Regions from separate parts of the Mus musculus genome. Here region 1 is linked to region 2. The links are chromatin contacts, called in public Hi-C maps. All regions are on one chromosome and are shown on one strand. Each heading gives the region's core, a stretch centred on a gene start, on an enhancer-like site or on the middle of the called end of the contact. The rest is flanking DNA. Distances are from core to core; before and after follow the strand shown.

What was found. A called contact is a pair of places that touch in the nucleus more often than the background predicts.
Region 1: a contact with region 2 is called in a Hi-C map of cortical neurons, with 1.9 times the contacts expected there. The contact joins two enhancer-like sites. A contact is called at or near these places in 2 of 484 Hi-C or Micro-C datasets (cerebral cortex and cortical neurons) and 1 of 115 datasets of contacts at active chromatin or transcription factors (neural progenitor cells).

Annotation. Positions count from the first base shown.
Region 1 is chr17:89,863,722-89,866,982 of GRCm38.p6, forward strand. No RefSeq gene overlaps it. Among named protein-coding and RNA genes, the nearest start is that of Gm41653, 110 kb to the right of the region's middle. Within about 2 kb of position 1,465, at least 6 of the 459 cell types and tissues checked have an H3K27ac peak or open chromatin away from gene starts, as enhancers often do. A contact at or near this core is called in cortical neurons, where this site is marked.
Region 2 is chr17:89,652,262-89,655,564 of GRCm38.p6, forward strand. No RefSeq gene overlaps it. Among named protein-coding and RNA genes, the nearest start is that of Gm4719, 270 kb to the left of the region's middle. Within about 2 kb of position 2,025, at least 16 of the 459 cell types and tissues checked have an H3K27ac peak or open chromatin away from gene starts, as enhancers often do. A contact at or near this core is called in cortical neurons, where this site is marked.

The DNA.
Region 1 (3,261 bases), core at 215-2,714, 210 kb after region 2:
TATCATGTTCTCCATGCTCTCAGTGTCTGTATAACCAATGAGCAACTCCCTCTACACCCTACACCCCTACACCAGCTCCATCCGGAGAAACTTTAAAAGCACTCTTTTTGCACTTCACAGCCCAGGTCAGTTACTGCTCAGAAACTCTTCTCCAACCCTTTATAGTGGAACACATCCTTCACGTAGTACTGTTTTGTAGCTTTCTTGAAAAAAAAAAAAGATCTATATTGTTTCTGCAGAGGTTTGGATTGATTAGTCTGGGTTTATCAGAATTGCCATATCTTCTTCCAAGCTAGAATTTTTCAACACCTTTCGTTGCTTAAATAAGGTAATAAAGGAAATTGTCTCAATCAATCAGAATCTAAGCAAGGAAATTTATGTTCCTAGAGTATATTACTTGAACCAACTCAGGAAAAGATGAAGATGTTTCACATGTTCCTTTATCATTTTAAGTCTGAAATTGAACCTGGCATTGTACTGGAACAATGATACTTCCATGGCACTGAGTGTGTAAGACTCATTTTTAAGTTATAAATATTTTTAGATTTATTCCCAACAAATCTAATTACTTCAGTATTCATTAAAAGGTGCTCATTTCTTTTTGCCTTTTGCTTATTTCTGTTTCTGGTGATTGAATCCAGGGACTTACAGGTGCTAGGTAAACATTCATCCACTGATTATTGCCTATTTTAAAATATGTTTTGCCATGTAAAATCACCCCAAATACACTAATATAATTTTGGATACCTATATGAGTTATTTCTTCATCTCCCTTGTTTACATCACCAAACCTACCTCTCAGCAACTAGAGCACAAACTCTGAGAACATGCTGTTTTGGGGGGCAGGGTTTCTCTGTGGAGCCCAGCATGCTGTCCAGAAATTCACTTAATAGACTATGATATGATTCAACTCAGGAGGCCTGTCTTTGCCCCGTAAGAGCTGAGATTAAAGGCATGTGCCACCATACCTTTAGAACATGTATTTTTTTAAAATGTGTTTTGCTTAATGCTTTATGGCTCATATTCCATAAAGGTAACCTGAGCACAATAATATTCAGTAAATATTTGGTAAACATATAAGTGAATTAATCCAAGTATTCTGAGTTCACAAATTTACATTACTAATTTATAATCTCCTCTAAAAATAGATCTTGCCACAAGAGAACTTTAAAAAAGAAAGAAAAATGCTGCATGTAATGTGGAAGAACAGTTCCCAAAATATGCTTCATTTGTTTTTTCATGAAAAAAATCCAGTAGCAACATTTTTTTCTCCATCATTACCATCTTTGTATGTTTCTTTGATATTAAACTCTAGAGTTAGAGATTACGTAAGGATGAAAGTAAAGTTGAAAAACTAAAAAGTGTCAATGTTAACAGTAGCAATAAATAATGTTTTGCTAAAAGCTGGCTAAGAATAGATGGCACAGACTATGTGGGAGTATGCAAATGATATGCAAATCAGAATCTAATTTTAATGCAAATGCTCATGTGGACCGACTAACTATTTCATGCACCTGGATAGAGTCCCTAGGAAAATTCTAACAGAGAGAAATGTGCTTTCAGCAATGTTTTAATGACTGGGTGGTTTGAAGAGCAGGGGTGCTACACCTGACATGCATTGTAAGATCTGCTAGTCAGCTGCTGAAAACAAGCTTTTGTATACGTGATACTGCTTTGCAACTTTGGTGGCTACCAATCTGAGTTACACATATCTTTACTGCACTATCCATAAGTAAGTCTGAAGTTGATTTTTTTTTTCAGGTTACTAGGCAGTGTGTATCAGTTAATATATCACTAAATATAGGAACATGTAAAAATTTGAGATCATGAGTACTACTGAATGTAGTGATCTCAAATATGTACTATGGTCATGTTTTAACACATGACCTGGCAGACAAGGTCACTTGCATCCTCCTTGCAATATGAATTTTCTAAAATAAAGAACAATTGGACAAAAATTGGACAAGATAAACGTATAACTATGGTGGTTTTAAAAGATTAGCAACAGTCAAGTTGACAGGAAAACATTTAAAAGACATAGATGAGGGATGGAGCAGGCAGGTGCATTTGTGTGTGTGTGTGTGTGTGAGATAGTGCCATGCGGTTTCTCTAACCTTTAGAATTAGAAAAATCATTAGCTTATGCTTCTTTATTACTATCAATCATCTGCTTTCTGACCTTCCTTGATTTAATAGAACATAAAATAAATAATATTCTTTGCAGTTACTCCAGAAGTTGTATCTGGGTTTTGTTGGTTTAACTGATACACAGAAACAAAAGTGATAGCAACTTCTTGGTACCATGTGATTCGTCAGTACAATTATACATTATGGAATATGCTAATTTAAAAAGTAAATTGACTTGCATTTTCAGCATTATGACTGAAATGGATTGTCCTGCCTCTCTCACTAGACTCCATACTGCATAGTCTACATGTTTTTGTTAAATTACTAGCCTAACAGAAATAAGTTGGATGTTCCAAAGACAGAGAGGCAAAGAATGGTAGTAAAGAAAGAAGGAAGGAAGGAAGGAAGGAAGAAAGGGGGAGGGAGAGAGGGAGGGAGGAAGGGAGGACAGCAGACCAGTTGATGTGAGACAATTTTTCCTATGGGAGAAACAGGATTTTTGAGAGAACAAACACCAGTAGCATTGGGCTAAGAGGATTCTAACTTATGAGGTAACTGTGGGCAAAGTAGTTCCCTGCCATGTTTCTAGTCACAGAGGCAATTAATGTGAACTTGTTTCCAGATAGAATATCCTAGTTCTCAGCAGCCTACAGAAACTTAAATAATTTGACAAGAAGATGCACAGTATTAGCAACGTGTCTTAGTTCCCAAGCAAGACGTGCTGAATGGCAAGTCCTTATTTGATTCTTAGGGAAATTATAATTTCAGAATACTTGTACAGATATATGATTCTTAATTTAGAATCATGAGACAGTAAATGAAATAAGGAAAAAAAAAAAAAAAGAGTGAGTTCATAGGTACAGATTGCCAAAGAATTTAGTGGACAGTCAATAGGAATGAAGAAAAGAAAATGTGAGGGGACATGTAGAGAGTGGTTCAGTGGTGAAGAGCACACACTGCTTTGGCCAAGAACCAGGCTCTGGTTCCCAGAACCCTGTCATCAGAGCTCACAACCTCTTAGCACTCCAGCTGCAGAAGACTTGACACCATCTTCTGGCATCTGTTGGCAGCTATGTAACATGGCCTTATATAACACTTGCGCAGACACATATTTGCATCAATTAAAATAAGAATA
Region 2 (3,303 bases), core at 775-3,274:
TAGGCACATCCTATCCCACCTAGGCCAGAGAAGTCAGCCCCAGTTAGGGGAACAGGAACCACAGGCAGGCAACAGAGTCAGGGACATTTCCCCTCCTCTCTAGTTGTTGTGGGACCAAGCTGCACATCTGCTACATACGTGTGGGGGAAGGAGGGAGCTAGGTCCAAACCATCCATCCCCTGTGGTTGGTGGTTCAGACAGAAGATTCTGTTTAAACTAAATGAGTCAAACACACAAACACACAGGCAACAAAACCCAAGCAACCAAAAAAAAAAAAAACTGCAAGTCACAAATCTGGAAAAGGAACTAATGAAGAGGAGGCTGGGGAAGGGGGGACTCAGAAGTCTGGAAAGGATGAAAGAGAGTGTCCACCCTGACTGCAGGAAAGCAAAAAAACAGTGGCATACTGTGATCTGAGTCCTGAGCCTTGCTGCAAGCTCAGATGAGGCTGATGGTTTCTGCTTGAAAGCAGTTGGTGGTCAGCATGGAACAGAGAAGGTCTGGACTCCTCAGGAGTGGGATTTCACTAGGTAATTGCAAAGAACCTAGAGAACACCAGCATCCACAGGCAGGGTGGGTGTCAAGGGAGTGTGGTGATTGACAGCTGATCATGGACTTTATAGGGAAGTGCCAATCTGAATAGACAGAAAAGGAAAACATCTCAACATTCAGGCCCAAGGACACTTGGAGTCAGAGTAGACAGAGAGGTATGAGAGATTTAAGAAAAGAGAAATGGTTGGTCTGGTGTGTAGAGTGACTAAAATTGAGGTTATTGAGAAATTATTGTTACCAGCATTGTAGACATCCAGGGTATAAACACAGAACTGCCTCTGTCATCTGTGGGACTTCCTTGCCCCATTTAGAGTTTGAACCCCAAACCACTTCCCATTAAATAATTTAAAATTGCCACTTCTCCCCTGCCCCTTGCACTTTTCCCACACTCATGTTTCTGTGAGAAAGCTTGGCCATATCACAGTGTACATTTATGCTATTTTTTTTTGTTTGTGTTTGACCTCCTTCTCTGGAATTAAAGCTCTAGAAAGATCAGGATTTGGATCATTTCTAGGACCTAAAACACCTTTAATGATTAGAGATTTGTGTAGCAAAAACTACTCTTAGTATTAAGTACATTTTTTTTACTTTCTCTAATAAGTTGAAGATGACAATCCTAAAGAACCAGCAAGACCTCCTAATATTGTGCAGTTTTGTGGATGGTTGGGCAGCCTAGCATAAATATACAAAGGTATTACTAACTGAACATGTTCATAATAGAAAGCTAAATAAATGAAAACTGTAAATCAGTCCTTCACTGTAATTTAGATTAAATGGGACACTGCCTATGTTTCAACTATTATAAAGTTAATAATTAAATTCTTCTGAGCTGAGTAGTGTGATTTTTTTTTTTGTTCTTTTGGGAGGTGGCCAGACTCATAACATTTTCAGCTGTGTCCATTTTGTATACTGTCACTTTCTGCACTTTCTCTTTTCAGGGTTTTAGAGCCAACTGCTCTACCATCTTGCTATGCATTCCCATCCCATAATTTGCTGCTTCTATGTATTTTTAATCGACCAGAAAGAGTTCATGTGAAGTTGTAGACATGAAACAAGGAGTACAGGGCCTCATGTGTAGGTGAAGTCACACTAGCTTTTGTTATTGTCACTGTCCACTCCTGTGCTTAATTGGATTATAGACAAATGTAATAGTGGACTGGGAAGTCCCATAATCCTAGTTATGCGCTGTTGGGGGCCTTTTGTTCTCATGTTACTTTTTCTGTTTATATGGCCAGCTCTGGGCAGAAGAGAGTTAAACACATGATACTATCAAATACATGCATAAGGAGAGGATTTCAGTCAAAGGCCTCCGATCAAAACAGCCCTTAAGACAATGTTCCATTTGAAGGCAAGTTCATGAAGCAGAAAGTGACCAGATTTACTAAACAAAAGAGTGCATTGGAGAGGTTTTAAGGATAATGCAAAGGTCTATGATAACTCATGAATAACTCGCCTGACCTAGATTTAAGTAGCACAGATGATTCATGCTGACATAGACATTTGGTTATTTAACCAAATGCATTGTATAAGCATCTCATTTCTACACTATACTTTTAAAAAAGCATAAGCATTTCAGATTAAGAAAATAAAAGTTATTTTAACGGCCGATGATGTGAACTGTTAAGAGTCACAGCCTATGCTTTCTGCATCTGAGTCTCTTCTGTAGGAAACCAATTTCTTAATGCCCAAGTCCCACAGCACATTGCAGCTCCATTAAAATCTGAGAAAAAGGTCCCATTCTGCCAGTAGAGGGCAGCATTACCTAGTCAAGTGTTAAGTGGGCACCAGAACAGATGGGCAGATGGTGCAGAATTTAGAATGCAGAATGGGTGGCTACCTACTGCTCCTCATCCTTGAGTCACCAGACCACAAGTGCTTCTCCACAAAATAGCAATCTTAAGTAATAGTGGAAACGCTCTCCCTCCTCACTGCCACTGTTCCCAAAATGGTCACATTACTCATTTCTGTTGGAATAGGAACAGGAATTTAAACTTCTACAATCTGTGTTGTTTTCTGAAATTTAAAGTTTGTTCTATGAATACATTCATTTATATAAAATACAGCAGCTTGTCTATACATATTTGAACATTTCAAAATTACAGTTGAAAGTAGCGGATTTTTTTTTCTTCTGCAAAAATATTTAAGAAGTATTTATAAAGTTTGATTATGTTTAATATCATGTTGAAACATGAAAACTTAATTGCACATTTAATATAGAAATAGTCAAAGTCATCGGCTGTCACAGACCATTTTTAAAAAAAACCTAGCTGTGTAATGTTTAACCACAATAATCTGTGAAGTCCACTTGTTCTGCCTGTAATATTTGGATGACTCTCTTTACAGTGGTCCCCATGTGGGTCACAGAAGCTGCTGTAGCAGGACATATCTCATGACATAAGATTGATTCCCATGAATAAGGTAGGAGGATTAGATAGTTTAACATTCTGTCTAGAGAATATAAAATATTCAATGGGAGATATGAAAACAGATGTTGAAAAATTGACAAAATACATGATATAAGAAGCCAGTATGAAATAGTTAATGGAAAAGTCTTTGAAATCTTTCATTTAACAATGGAGGAAGTGGAAGAAAGATTAGGCAACACATATTGAAGTGTATTAAAATGCTAAAGGCACTGTGCACATGAATGGAGTTATGTAGATCATCATTCAAACCTTAGCATTCATGGTCACCTTGTGTCTGTGCCCTTGGCTACCTTAGCAAGACAGCTTGGTGGGATGTTTCACATTT